Regions from separate parts of the Sus scrofa genome. Here region 1 is linked to region 2. A link is a contact called in public Hi-C data. All regions are on one chromosome and are shown on one strand. The core of a region is the stretch at or near the end of the contact, and the rest is flanking DNA. Distances in the headings are between cores, read along the strand shown. Region 1 has its middle 16 kb from the start of MATN1. Region 2 overlaps YTHDF2 (YTH domain-containing family protein 2).

The links. A called contact is a pair of places that touch in the nucleus more often than the background predicts.
Region 1: a contact with region 2 is called in a Hi-C map of embryonic fibroblasts, with 2.4 times the contacts expected there. The contact joins two enhancer-like sites. A contact is called at or near these places in 2 of 47 Hi-C or Micro-C datasets (embryonic fibroblasts and heart right ventricle).

The regions. Positions count from the first base shown.
Region 1 is chr6:87,331,997-87,338,829 of Sscrofa11.1, forward strand. No RefSeq gene overlaps it. Among named protein-coding and RNA genes, the nearest start is that of MATN1, 16 kb to the right of the region's middle. Within about 2 kb of position 4,800, at least 5 of the 83 cell types and tissues checked have an H3K27ac peak or open chromatin away from gene starts, as enhancers often do. A contact at or near this core is called in embryonic fibroblasts, where this site is marked.
Region 2 is chr6:85,754,841-85,761,815 of Sscrofa11.1, forward strand. YTHDF2 (YTH domain-containing family protein 2) reads left to right here. Exons shown (of 7, transcript XM_005665152.3): 7 at 1-1,910. Among named protein-coding and RNA genes, the nearest start is that of OPRD1, 17 kb to the right of the region's middle. Within about 2 kb of position 5,186, at least 10 of the 83 cell types and tissues checked have an H3K27ac peak or open chromatin away from gene starts, as enhancers often do. A contact at or near this core is called in embryonic fibroblasts, where this site is marked.

The DNA.
Region 1 (6,833 bases), core at 3,550-6,049, 1.6 Mb after region 2:
AAAGATTACTATAATATAAATTATTATTTATATATAACTACTATGTATAAATTACTATTTTTATATAAATACTATTTATAATTACTATTTATATATACATTACTATTTATATACATAAATTACTATTTATATAATAATATGTTTATATTTTATCTTAATATTTATTATTTGCATGATTATAGTATTTCTTCTTTTAATTTATATGTCATAAAGTAGAACATCTATTAAGCACAAGTTTAAGTATAATCATCTACTCTTTATACTTTAATATACCATAAATCACTTTTTTTTTTCTTTTGGCCACAACATGCAGCAGTTTGATGTGAGATCTCAGTTTCCAGACCAGGGACTGAACCTGAGCTGCCGGTGGAAGTGCTGAATTTTTAGACCAGCAGGGAACGCGGTATAAATTACTTTTTTTACTACCACTAAGAAGCGAGGGAACCGAGGGAGCTAGGATGTTCTGTGCGGCCCAGATGCCCTCATGCTTCCCACATTCACTCTGTCTGCGTGTCCATCAAGGCCCGGGAAGCAGAGCTGAGCTTGTTCTGGGGCACATCTGAGCAGAGTCACACCCACTCGGGCCAAATGTGTTGGAGCTGTTAGGGTGCTACAGTTCCAGGTTCAGTCCCAGGGTTGACGTCCCCTCTACATGCCTGGCACAGCCCAAGATGCCACCCATGAAATGAGGGTCCAGGCAGTAGAGGACTTGCCACGGTCACACGGGGCCTTTGGGTGGAGATCTACTCCCAGGATCCAGGCACAGGCAGGGTGGCCAGTGTCTAGACCATCCCTGCGCACTCCACACACCCCGTCCCTGAGCAGGGCAGCCCTCACACTTTATAAAAAGTGGGGACAGACAGAAAGGAGCCACTTCAGGCCCTGGAACCTGAGGGGCCCTGGGAGGGGACAGGTCCTGACAGGTTAGCAGGTTTTCCATGCGGAGGAAAGGATAGTAGTTTATCTCAGGAGCTGCGGCTCCTCCTTGGAGCCCCGGGGGGAGACCCAGGACTGAGACGCGGCTCCTGGACCTGAATCCCACAGAGATGCAGCTCCCATCTCGAGCCCCTTGGACTCTCGCCCCTCGCTCAGCACTTACACACCGTCTCCTTTCAGTCTCCACGCCCAGCCAGGTGGGAACTGTTCTCCCCATTTCCCAGATGAGAAAACTGAGACCTAAAGGGGCAGTCACGGGCCTGACGCCACACAGCACATCGGGGACAGCAAGGGGACTCCCCCAGGTCCTTGGATGGTGGGGGCATCTGGGGACTCCCCAGTCACCTCTACTTCTTGGTCTCTTGCACACGGAGGCTGAAGTTATTTTGAAGTTGAAGACACTGCTACCCTGATCTGGGAAAAGAAGACTTGACCCCTGCCCACTGCAACAGGAGAGGGAAGGCGAACAGGAAGGTGCCTCCTGGGGGCGCTCTTACTTCACACCCCACCCTTCCCCAACCTTCAGGTCTGAGCTGCCACCTACGGTCCAGCAAAGCCTCTGGACAGGCCCTGGGAGACCAGAGGTGCCTCCAGCCCAGGCCCTTCACAGGGCATCTCGGAGCCAGCGGTAAGAGCAGGACAGTAACAACCATCTCAGAGAGACGCACACCCACAGGGGGCCCTGGAGAGGGGCCAATGACCTCCTTGGGAGCCTCTGTGTGCAGGAGGGAGGGGGCAATTTAAAGAGATTGGATTAGATGCTACTGAGTGTGACAAGTGACAGAACTATCCCAGCTCCCAGTAAGGATTCCTGAACCCCACCCCCCCAGCCAGCCTGGCCACCCCATTCCTGGGCTGATGGTGCCATCGTGTGGCCAGATCCCTCCATAGCAGCCCCAGGTCTGCGATTCCAGCCCCTCTAAAATCACTTAACTCCAGGGTCCAAGGCAGTCCTTGAGATCTTCTTGCCAAGGGTCAGGGGTCCATTTCACAGGCAGGGAAACTGGGTCACCCAGGCAGCAGCAAAGGGTGAGGGAGAACAGCAGACAATTTATCGCACAACATGCTTGGGCAGCAACTAGATCCTACTGCACCTAGAATGTTCAACTACTTTGAAGGTTATCTTAGAGGTAATAGGGAGCCATAGAAGGTTCTTAGGCAGGGGTGTGACCTGATCAGATGTGCACTGTAGAACCGACATGTTGGTATCAGTGTACAGAATGGCAAAGAACAAGGCAGGACAACCAGTTGAACTTCTATGCTCCCACTCTGTGGAGAAAGGACTAGGAACCCCCTTTCATCCTAGTGGGTCTGAGCCTCAGAGATGGAAGGTTCTGGAAAAAGTCCTAACTTTAGAGCCAGAGATTCAAAGGCTCAAATCCCAACCATGCTGCTTATCGGCTGGGTGATACTCTGTTTCCCTGTTTGTGAAAACAATGTATTTAAAATATCACTAAGAAGTTTGAATTTGAGGCATTCCCATGTGGCTGAATGTGTTAACATACTGTCCGTGGGGATGTGGGTTCAATCCCTGGCCTCATTCAGTGGGTTAAGGATCCAGCATTGCTGAAGCCGCGGCAGAGCCCACAGATGCAGCTCAGATCCAGCATTGCTGTGGCTGTGGCGTAAGCTGGCAGCTGCAGTTCCAATTTGACCCCTAGCCCGGGAACTTCCATATGCTGCAGGTGCAGCTGTGAAAAGAAAAAGAAGAAGAAAGAAGTTTGAATTAGAAATTGCATGTGGAATTGCATGTGGGTTACGGATCCGGTATTGCCATGAACCATGGCGTGAGTCGCAGACGTGGCTCGGATCCCGAGTTGCTGTGGCTCTGGTGTAGGCCAGTGGCTACAACTCTGATTCAACCCCTAGCCTGGGAATCTCCATGTGCCGCAGGAGTGGCCCTAGAAAAGGAAAAACGACCAAAAAAAAAAGAGAGAGAGAGAGAATGTGTATTACCAAGCACCTAGTGGATGATTCAAAAAAGGTAACTCAAGGAGTTCCCACTGTGGCTCAGCAGTAATGAACCCAGGTAGTATTCATGAGAATGTGGGTTTGATTCCCAGCCTTGCTTGTGGGTTCAGGATCCGGCATTGCTATGAGCTGTGGTGTAGGTCATAGACGCAGCTGAGATTTGGCATTGCTGTGGCTGTGGCGTAGGCCTGCAGGTGCAGCTCCGATTAGACCCCTAGCCTGGAAACCTCCATGTGCCCTGAGTCTGACCCTAAAGAAAAAGTAACTCAATAGGTGCCCTAAATCTGATTCGGACCCCAAATATGCGAAGGTTGCCATGCCCCTGAGAACAGCGCTGTCCCTTCCCCAGGTCTACCGATCCAATGGTGGTGAGCCCCTCCTCCCCTCCCCGCTGGCCCCCACCAGCAGTGGCTCTAAAGGGCAGGGGTCCCACATTCAGGTAGCCGGAGACTCCTCCTGTTTGAACTGGCTTCACGTCTTAAGCCAACGGGGTGCTGGGACTTCCCCACGCCCCTGCCGTTTTTCACAGCGCACTGGTTCAGGAGCAAATCGTGTAATTAAAAGAGGAGAAAAATGCAAAACAATCCCCTGAGCGGACTTTGCCATCTTCCCTCCCTTGTAAATCCGTTAATGAACTGTAATTACAAAGACAAACCCCTTACTGAAACCTAGTAAGCAATTCACTGTGGGGCCTAGAGACTCCCATTGTCATCCAAGACCAGAGGAAGGAAAGGGGGGGGGGAATTCTAATTAGTTTAGTCCCGTTTAATCTACACAAAAATCAAAATATATAGATATACATACACGTGTGCGTGTGTGTGTGTGTGTGTGTGTGTGTGTGTGTGTTACAAACTAATTCGCCGTCTGCCAAAAGACTGCAGCTGCCCTGGGGAGATGCTGGTTTTCCTTCTTTCGGGGACTTGTTTATAACCTTCTGTTAATCAAGCTGAAAGCAGGGAGAGACATGGGAATTACATGGAGAGGGTGGACGGCTTGGGGGCCTGAGTAGCTGTGGAGAGAAGTGAGATGAGCCAGCAGCAGAGTGTGGGTTTCAAAGATCCCAGGATGCCAGCTCCCCCGCCTTCCCCGGAGCCTGAGGACATGGTCCTTTAAGAACTGCTTCCCACCCCCGCTTCAGGGAAGAAGGCTGGGATCCACCGGAGTTGTTCCTGCGGGGCTTCCTCTCCATCCCTGCCCCCACCCACCCATTCGGAACTTGCATTGGTTCTGCCGGCGCTGCTCCCAGGCCCCTGCATCTATAGGGGCCTCCTTGAAGAACCACGGCTAGGGAATCCCACATGGCTGATATTCCACCCTTGGTCCAGGAACAGGTAGAGCCCCAGGCCTAGCCAGTCACAGCCTTGCATCCCCTTGGCTACAATGATCAATCAAGGGTGAGCGCAGGACCCAATCAGAGCCAAGGGGACTGAATTATGCGAATGTCCATACACTTGGAGGTGGCAGGGTGGGGCCTTCTAGGGGAGCGGGCCTGCCTGGGACCGAGGCCCTATCATGGTGAAGACCAGAGTCAAAAGTGGAGAGAGAGTCGGAGTCCAGCCCCCTGCCCCAGCACCTTTGGGCGCCGGATCCCATCGGCTCCCTTCTTGGGCTTAAGCTGATTGATGTGGAGTTTCTGTCACTTGCAACCAGGGCCTGAGGTCCAGACTTTGGGCGATTGATCTCGATGCTTCTCCCACCACTGCATCTTACTCTCCCCCTGCCATGGAATTCCTCGGGCAGGAATGTTGGGCCAGGAAGCAGCCCTCCCCCTGCAGGATGGCTGCGTCCTGGGCACACACCCTTCTCCATTTATTGCTTTTGTGGAAAATCCTGAGGCCCAGCCCCGGAGGTTGAGATCCCCAACCCACCGCAGCTCAGCCTGGACTGGGGCCTGTGCCAGGCCTGACTGGGCAGGAGGCCCGACCACAGCCTCGGGCCCACGAGTTCCAGCCTCTGAGCTGTGGCCTCTCCCAGCCTTTGCTCCGAGGGCCCTTCCCTCGCTCTGGGCTCTGATTATTCCCGGGGGGGGGGGGGGGGCGCTGCTCGGACCCCAGCCTGCTCGGCCAGGCCCTTAATCCCTGCCGAGTCCCCACAATGCCCCTCCTTATCGTCCAGCCCTGCCCCTCTGTCCTCTGAGGTCCAACTTTGGGCTCCTCCAGGACCCAGGTCCACCGTCTGCCAAACTGGGAGCCTGCTGACAGCCTGGGGGAATGACAGGGGAAGAGAGGGGCCACTGGGGTCTGCTGAGCACCCACTGTGCGCCCAGAGCTTGACTTCCTTTATCACAGGCAGCAGAGCTAAGTACAGGCTATTCTTGAGAAAGCCCTTAGCATTGCGTAAACTGAGGAATCAGATCCCCCAGTGACTCCAGCAATCCCATCACCTGAAACATGCATGTCAGTTAAGGCTACCTCCTGGGGTCACTGGCAGGATCCATCAGGGCCCTCAGTGCCACCCTCGGGAGGAGTTTCTCAGCTCTCCCTGTAAGTAAGGATCTGAGCTGACCCAGGTCTCACTGCCTCATCCAGACACACGGTTCAGCTGCCTGCACCTGACCCAGCAGGGCCAGCCTCAAAGTCACGCCCCGTCCCCGGTGTGTATGATATGGTCCCTGCCCATCCCAGCTGAGGCCTCTTCACAGCCCACATCACACCCATCTGAGGGTGTGTGGAAGAAATGTGAGGTCCACTGGTAACTGGAGAATCTGGCCCCATCCTCTCCTTAATTAAATCCTTTCCATCACTTCACACCACACCCCAAAGGGAGCCCCTTCCCAGTCTAGTCTTGGGCTTCCTCCCTGCTGCTGGCTGCTCCCCACCACGTAGAGCTGCACCCATGTGCCTTCCTGCCTCAGGACCCTTGCACATGCTGCTCCCTCCACTTGACATGCTCTTCTCCACCCCGCCTGCAACCCCCTAACTCTTAAACCACTTTTGGATCCATGCTTAGGTCCACCTCTTCCCAGATACAGCCCCACCCCTGCATGGCTTGAGTAGACCCCGCTGCAACCCCTGCAGCAAGCCCTTGATCAAAGCCACTTTCACATATTGACATCTGGGCAAGTTGTTCTGGCTTGTATGTGAATTAAGTTGAATTTCATGCTAACTCGAACAATCTACTTGTGGTTTATCAAACATACACTGCAGATCTGCTCTAATTATTAAAGAAAAAGGGCATTGACCAGAAGTAAAGAGCGCGCATGTTAAAAGTGAAGAGTAAATGCCTCCCTTCCTGGCGTCCCGGTCCTGGTCCTCTTTCCTTCGAGGGAAAGACTCCTCTCCAGGTGCCAAGGTCATACTGACTTACTGGGTACATGCTCATCTGGTGGGTTGGTTTTTTCTTTTGGTGGTGGTGGTGGGGGGACTTGAAGGAATGTATCCCAACCTGTTGAAGGGTCTTTATTCTGGAAAAACATAAACCTATGCGGAAACCCTACTTCTCAAAGCAGTTCCTCAGACTTACCTGAGAGGCTGTCTCCTGGGTATAGTCCTCAGTTTGGCTCAAACAAAACGCTTTTCTATTCCTATTAGAGATCATTTATTGATTATGTTCGTTGATACCCTAATTCCTCTGTCCTGTATCCCAGTGGGGCTCTCGGTGCAACCTTCTGTCTGATGTCTGTCTGTCCCACCAGACTGATCACCGGGAGACTAAAGACAAGCAGGCATTTTCCATTGTGTCGCTGGCGCCTAGCGTGTGCTTTGGTCTTTGGTGATGCTTCATCAATGTGGAAGGAAGGAAAGAAAATAGGGAGGGAGGGATAAGACTCGAACTGTCCCTGGAGCCTGCAGCCTGACTCACAGTTCCTCCCCTCCCACCTCTAGCCACGTGTCCCTTTTCTGATCCCCCTCCCTCCCCACACACCCTCAATGTCCTATTTCCAGATTGCCCCTGCAGGGCTTTCTCCTGCAGGCCCAGCCCTCTTG
Region 2 (6,975 bases), core at 3,936-6,435:
GCCAACATCACAAACCCAACACTTGCAAACCTAAACCTCTTCCTCATCTGCCCCATCACTTATAATGAATTCATCTCTCCCATTTCTCAGGCCAAATCCTGAGAGTAATATTTCTCACATCCTATATCGTATTTACTGGTTGACCAGTTCTTGCCATATCTACGGCCAAGTCACCAACTCTCACCTGGATGATGGCATAATCTCTTAGCTGGTTTCTACTTGCACTTTGCTTCCTACAGTCTGTCCTCCACACAGTAACAGAGGGATCCTGTGAAAATGTACATCAGATCCTGTCATTTCTCAGACTTTCTCCTGGCTCCCATCTGAGAGTAAAAGCCAAAGACTTTGATGGCTCACAAATTCTTGTCTTCTGATCTCCCATTTCCACTGTCACCTCACTGTTTTCCCTGCTTACATCTCCACTGTTCTTATCTACTCCACCCACCTTGTCCTCCCTTCTACCCTTCAAAATGCCAGGTTCCTTTCAGAGGGTCTTCACGCTAGCTGGGTCTTCCATCTGGAGTACACTTCCCTCATATCTACAAGGCCCAGTTACCTTTTCCAGCAGGTATCACCTTATCAGTGAGGTCTCCCCTGACTCTTATTTGCACTCGCTATCCCACCTCCCACACCACCTGTCTCCCTTGCTCTGGGCTTCCCGTAGGCAGAGGTGGACCTGAGATTCCATTCCCAAAGATCTGTCTCTTTCTACTTTGAAGTGGGGAGTCAAGAAAGCTGATAAAAAGCCATTACACAACTTTTAAGAATCAAATGGATCGGTAATTACTGGTTAGCAGAATTTTAAAATACAGTTTGTATTCTCCATTTCCAACTCCTGCTTTCCTAGAGTGATAGAACACTGACCTGGGAGTTAGAAACCTTGGATTCTAGGCCTCGATCTATTACTCAGGAGCTCTGTGACCTGTGGCAAGCAAGTCCTCAGTCTTGGTCAGCCTGGGAAGTGAGGGAACTGGGACTAAATGATCCATGAGGTTAACACTCCAATCCTGTCAACTCTGCTTCCAAAATAAATCCCAATGCTGTCAATGTTTCTCATCCCTGCTGCGCTACCTCCTCTCCGTGCTCTATTCACTTCCTGCCAGGCCATTGCATCAGCCTCCTTACCTCCTTTCACTCTTGTCTTTAATCCAGCTTCCACATAGCTGCCTAAGGTGTAACTCAGAGCATGCCTGTTTCTCTCTGAAACCCTCCAGCAGCTTCCCACTGTGCTGAGAATCACCCCTGTGCTCCCCACCGTGGCCTGCAGGGCCTCTCACCATCTGGCTCTGGGCTCCCTCCCTCATCTGGTTCCAGCCACAGTGGTGTCCAGCCCCTCAGATTTGCCAAGCTCATTCCTGCCTAAGCAATCCTTTGTTTTGCTTACAAGTTCTTCCTCCTTGTGTCCTCCTGGTGGATTCCCTCTCATTTTTTTAGGACTCAGCTTCAAGGTCTTTTCCTGAGTGTAAGCTCCCTTTCCTGATCACTTTTTCTAAAGCCAGTTCTTCCTCATTAGTTTAAAATTCAGCTCCCTACTTATTTTTTTGTTCCCATAGAGACATTTACCACAATGTAACATTAAGTCATGCAATAGTCACAAAATGGAATACCATACAACTGTAAAAAGAAATCTATGTATTGATATAGAACAATTTAAGATATTGTTCAGTGAAAAAAAAAATCCCAAGGTGAAGTCCAGAGTGTATAGAATACCACCATTTGTATAATAGAGGGGGAAGAATATATTTGCTTGTATATGCATATGTTATCTCTGGATGGGCACAGAAGAAACTGATAACATTGCTGGCCTTTATGAGGAGGACTAGGTGGCTAGGGGCAGGAGTGGGGGGCTTTTCACTGTGCACCTTTTTGTATTTTGAATCATATAGTGTACCACCTATGAAAAATAAATAAGTAAATATTTAAAAATTGTGTAACTTGCTTTGTTTTCCTACCTCCCCAAAGAGAACATAAACATTCTGACAGTGTGTACCATGTCTTTTTTCATTCCCTATTATTATTATTATTATTTTTGTTGTTGTTGCTATTTCTTGGGCCGCTCCCGCAGCATATGGAGGTTCCCAGGCTAGGGGTCTAATCAGAGCTGCAGCCACCGGCCTACGCCAGAGCCACAGCAACTCGGGATCCGAGCCGCGACTGCAACCTACACCACAGCTCACGGCAACGCTGGATCGTTAACCCACTGAGCAAGGGCAGGGACCGAACCCGCAACCTCATGGTTCCTAGTCGGATTCGTTAACCACTGTGCCACGACGGGAACTCCTTCATTCCCTATTATGTCCTCAGCACTTAACACAATGCCTGGCACTTAATAGGGCTCAGTAAGTAATTACAGGATGAATGGATGAAAGAATGAAGGTCTCTTCCTGTTCTAACACTGGATTCTAATCTTAGGCCTTCAAAGAATAAAAGAAACACAGGTTCTAGAACCAGCCATTTAGAGGGAACCAAAGAGACACCGAATTGTTTTGCAGTGTGGTGGACGCTTTTCCTTTGTGGTTATCGATAAGCTTAAAAAAAATGTGACGGGGAGAGTATGGCAGGTGAAATGTGACTGATTTGCCTGGCACAGATGCACTTATCAAGTGAGAGCCCAAGAGGACACAAGAGGACAATGTCCTGCTTGGACCATGCCCCATCACAGCCTCTGCAGATGGCAGCCTGAGGGACAAGCAAAGCAGCCCCCTTTCCTGAGGCCTCAGAACATTCGGGATCACAAAACCTACCACACTCCAGTTCTGAGATTGTCTTCTTCCTTGGATTCTAAATTTTTTGAGGTCAGGAACTGTCTGTCTTGCTCACCAGTATACTTACATCCTGGGATAGAAGAGACAAGGAGTTAAGTGAAAGAATAAAATTTGAGGAGTTTCTGTCATGGTTCAGCGGAAACGAATCTGACCAGTATCCATGAGGATGTGGATTCAATCCCTGGCCTTGCTCAGTGGGTTAAGGATTGAACTGTGGTATGGTATGTGGTATGTGGTGTGGTGTGGTAGAAGCGGCTCGGATCTGGTGTTGCTGTGGCTGTGGTGGCGGCTACAGCTCTGGCTGGACCCCAGCCTGGGAGCCTCCATATGCCACGGGTACGGCCCTTAAAAAAAAAAAAAAAAAAAAAAAAAAAAAAAAAAGAATAAAATTTGAGTTGAACATCTGGAAGAGGGAGCTGTAATACCACATATAACCAGAAGGTGGCACTAGAGGATCATTTTCTGAGATGTCAGTTCAGCCCAAGACTTAACAGTCTGGGGTGCAGAGTGCTATTTTGACCAAGGGAAAGTGTAGCTGATTTTTGACAAGTTTACTGAGCAGCTCTACAAGTCACTAGGGTTTATAAGAAGAGACACAGCTGGGCCAGGGAGACAGAAGCCTACAGCAGAAATCAACACTGTATAAGAAGACAAGTGCTATTCTGGCCTTCAGGAATCCGGAGAAGGAAAGATTAAGTCTGGTTGAAGCATTTGGGGAAAGTTCACAGAGGAAGTGACATCTCCTCTGGGCCTTGAAAGTGGGGAGGATTTATGCAGTTGGAGGACATTCTAGGTAGAGGGGATGGATTCATGAGAAATTGGAGACTGGTGAATTACCAAGAATGGCTGCATTGTCCAAGATTTTGGGGAGATCAAGGGGTAAAGAAAACATTCTGCTCTGAGAGTTTACATTTTTGATGAAAGGACAAAAGACTTATGGAATTAATGCAACACCTACAGTAGCAGCTCAAGAAATAGTCAAAGGATTGAGATTTATGTGTCAGGTAAATATTAGATTTAACATTAATAAATGCGTTACTGAATGAATGACTCCTGGGACTCTGGTAGTTTCTTTGCTAAATCACATATACTTGCTGATACTTTAAGAATGTGTTTTCCAGAGTTCCCATTGTGGCGCAGTGGTTAACGAATCTGACTAGGAGTCATGAGGTGGCCGGTTCGGTCCCTGGCCTTGCTTAGTGGGTTAAGGATCCGGCGTTGCCGTGAGCTGTAGTGTAGGTTCCAGATGCGTCTTGGATCCTGCGTTGCTATGGCTCTGGCGTAGGCTGGTGGCTGCAGCTCCCGATTGGACCCCTAGCCTGGGAACCTCCATATGCTGCGAGAGTGGCCCTAGAAAAGGCAAAAAGACAAAACAAAACAAACAAAAAACCCCCCAAAAAAACCAGAATGTGTTTTCCAAGATTCTTTCTTCCTGTGTCTGAAGCTCTTTACAGACAGCTTTTCCTTCCTCCAAAGATAAGAAATCCTGACCCAAAAAGGAAAGGACTGCAATAGCCTCTGAGGTCCCTGTTACCTAGAGCTTTCCTTCTGAGAGGATTCCCAAGCCCTGTCCCTAGAACATAGCCTCCTTCCTTAGAGCTGAGATGATAGTAACCATCACTTACATATTTATAGCAGTGATGTCATCCATCACTTCCATATTGATAAATCCACTGGAAACATTTCAAAGCTCATTTTTAATTCAGAAGGCTTCTTCTTTATCGAAACACTTTCCATCTTACTTGTGTGACCCTGGGCTCTCCAGTTTACTGCTAGCCCCTCTCCTCTTCTTGGCTTCATCAGCTGCTTTCTTCCATTCCTCTCTGCAGCTGTTTAAGGTTGAGTTCTAAGCCCTAGCCTCTTACTTTATCCTTTTCCTGTGTGATCTCATTCCCCCTCCGTTTTGTTTTTTTTTTGTCTTTTTAGGGCTGCACCCATGGCACATGGAGGTTCCCAGGCTAGGGGTCTAATTGGAGCTACAGCTGCTAGCCTATGCCATAGCCACAGCTACGCCAGATCTGAGTCACATCTGCGACGTACACCACAGCTCATGGCAACACCGGATCCTTAACCTACTGAATGAGGCCAGGGATCAAACCTGCATCCTCATGGATACTAGTCAGATTCATTTCTGCTGAGCTATGACCAGAACTCTGGGGATCTCATTTTTCCTTGTGGTTTCAACTACCACCTAGATGTCAAACGTCCTTGGAGTTTCCTCGGTGGCTCTCCTCTGCACTCCAGCCCACACACCCAACAGCCTACTTGACTTTTTCACTTGGATGTTTTGTGGGCATCTTAATCTCAACATGTATAAAAACTCCCCATCTTCCCCACCTATTCCCCTATCCTGGTGAATGCCCGCATCACCCAGTCTGTTGCTTCAGCCAGCAGCCTGTGTGTGTGACTCATCCTTGACTCAGGTCCTGATCATTCCACCCCCTCACTGTCTCCCGAATCTTTCCACTGCCCTCCATTCTCAACACTACCATTATCTCGAGCTGCCCCTTTTGCAGGCCATTCTCTCCTCAGTTGCCAAAGTGACCTTTTAAAAAGGCAAATAAGATCATGCCAGGACTCAACATTCTTCAAATACCATCCCATTTCCCTTATATAAAATTGCAGCCCTTTAACCGTGACCTTCAAGACTTTGTATGATCTGGCTGGTACCTACCTCTCAGGCTCTGTCTCGTGCTGGTTTTTTCCCCACTCTACTTCAGCCAGTAGGAATTTCATTTATTTAAGCAACCAGGCATTTATAGAGTGCCTCCGTTGTGCCACGCGTGGTACAAGGTGCTTAAGTGTAAACAAGGTGTCTCTGCCCTCATACCCTTCCTGAGCTCTCTCTTCCCGCATCAGGCTGATTTCGCATGATGCTCCCGCTGCCCGAACTCCCTCCTCCAACGCATACACTCTACTCCCCTCTGCTGCTAACTCCAGCACACCATTCAGGTCAAAATTAAATGTCATTTCCTCTCTGAAGCTCTCCAGGGGCAGTTAGGACTCCTGTTATAGATCCCAGGATCCTGACTTGCCTTCATTACTCACATCTGTTTCCCTTGCTGGACCAGAGGCTCCATGAGCCTAAAAACCAGGTCTGCTGTGTTCGCCAGTGCTTGGCACTATGCCTGGCTCATGTCATGATCTCAATATATTAGAATGAAAGGACCCAGGCTTTTCATTTGGATTTGCTCTTTTAGACTATTTGAGGATGATTTTATTTTTTTATTTTGCCTCATTGGCAGCATACTAAAGTTCCCAGGCCAGGGATCAAACCCTCACCATAGCAGTGACCTGAGCCGCTGCAGTGACAATGCTGGATCCTTAACCAGCTAAGCCACACAAAACGCCAGAGGATGGCATCTTAAATGCTCCTAGACAGGGCCACCCTAGGCGTAGTCTTGCACAATCCAGTCTCCCAGGCTCCAATGCTGTGTTTTTAAGGAGGTCGTTGACCTTAATATCACCTGGGTTTAAGAAAGCAAGCACCCAGCCCACACAGAGATCCGAGGCTAAAGCCTTTCGTACAGTCAGCTCATCCTACGGCAAGGTGGCTCAGGGGTGTCAAACAAAGAACAGGGGCTTTCCAATGAGAAGGATTCTGGCTTCAGGCCTTGGTCACTTGCTGGTGGGGTGAACAGGTCATTCGATGTTTCCGTCTCTCAACTTTCCTACCTGTGGGGAAGACAGGCATAGTCAGATGTGTATTGCTGGGCTGATGGGAGGCATTCATGAGTTCACAGAGGACCCGTTAAACCCATTAATGTCAGCTTCTTTCCTAACCATGAGGCAGTGCAGGTGAGTGGTTAGCAGTCTGGGATCTGGGTTAGACAGACCAGGGTCTGAGTCCTGGCTTCATCACTTCTTAGTTAGCTGAACTTCGGGAGGTCAGGTAACATCTGTGAGTCTCAGTATGTGCATGAGGAAAATGGGGACCAAGCTGTACCTGCATCCAGGGTTGTTGTGAGCATTTATGCGAAGCTCATGTACCCAGAGCCTGGTACCTGGTAGGTGCTCAGTAGATGCGCACAGCATCATGTCGGAGGTGGCCAGGGGGACAGAGAAAGTGGGTCAGCAGTTCTGATTCTCACTGGTGGGTTCATTTGGGAGCTGTTTATCAAGGATCCAATTTGCAGAGCGTCCCGTAGGGCACCCCCTTCTCTCAAGTCTAGTACAGAAGACATGTACATAAGTAAGGAAACTTTTCATG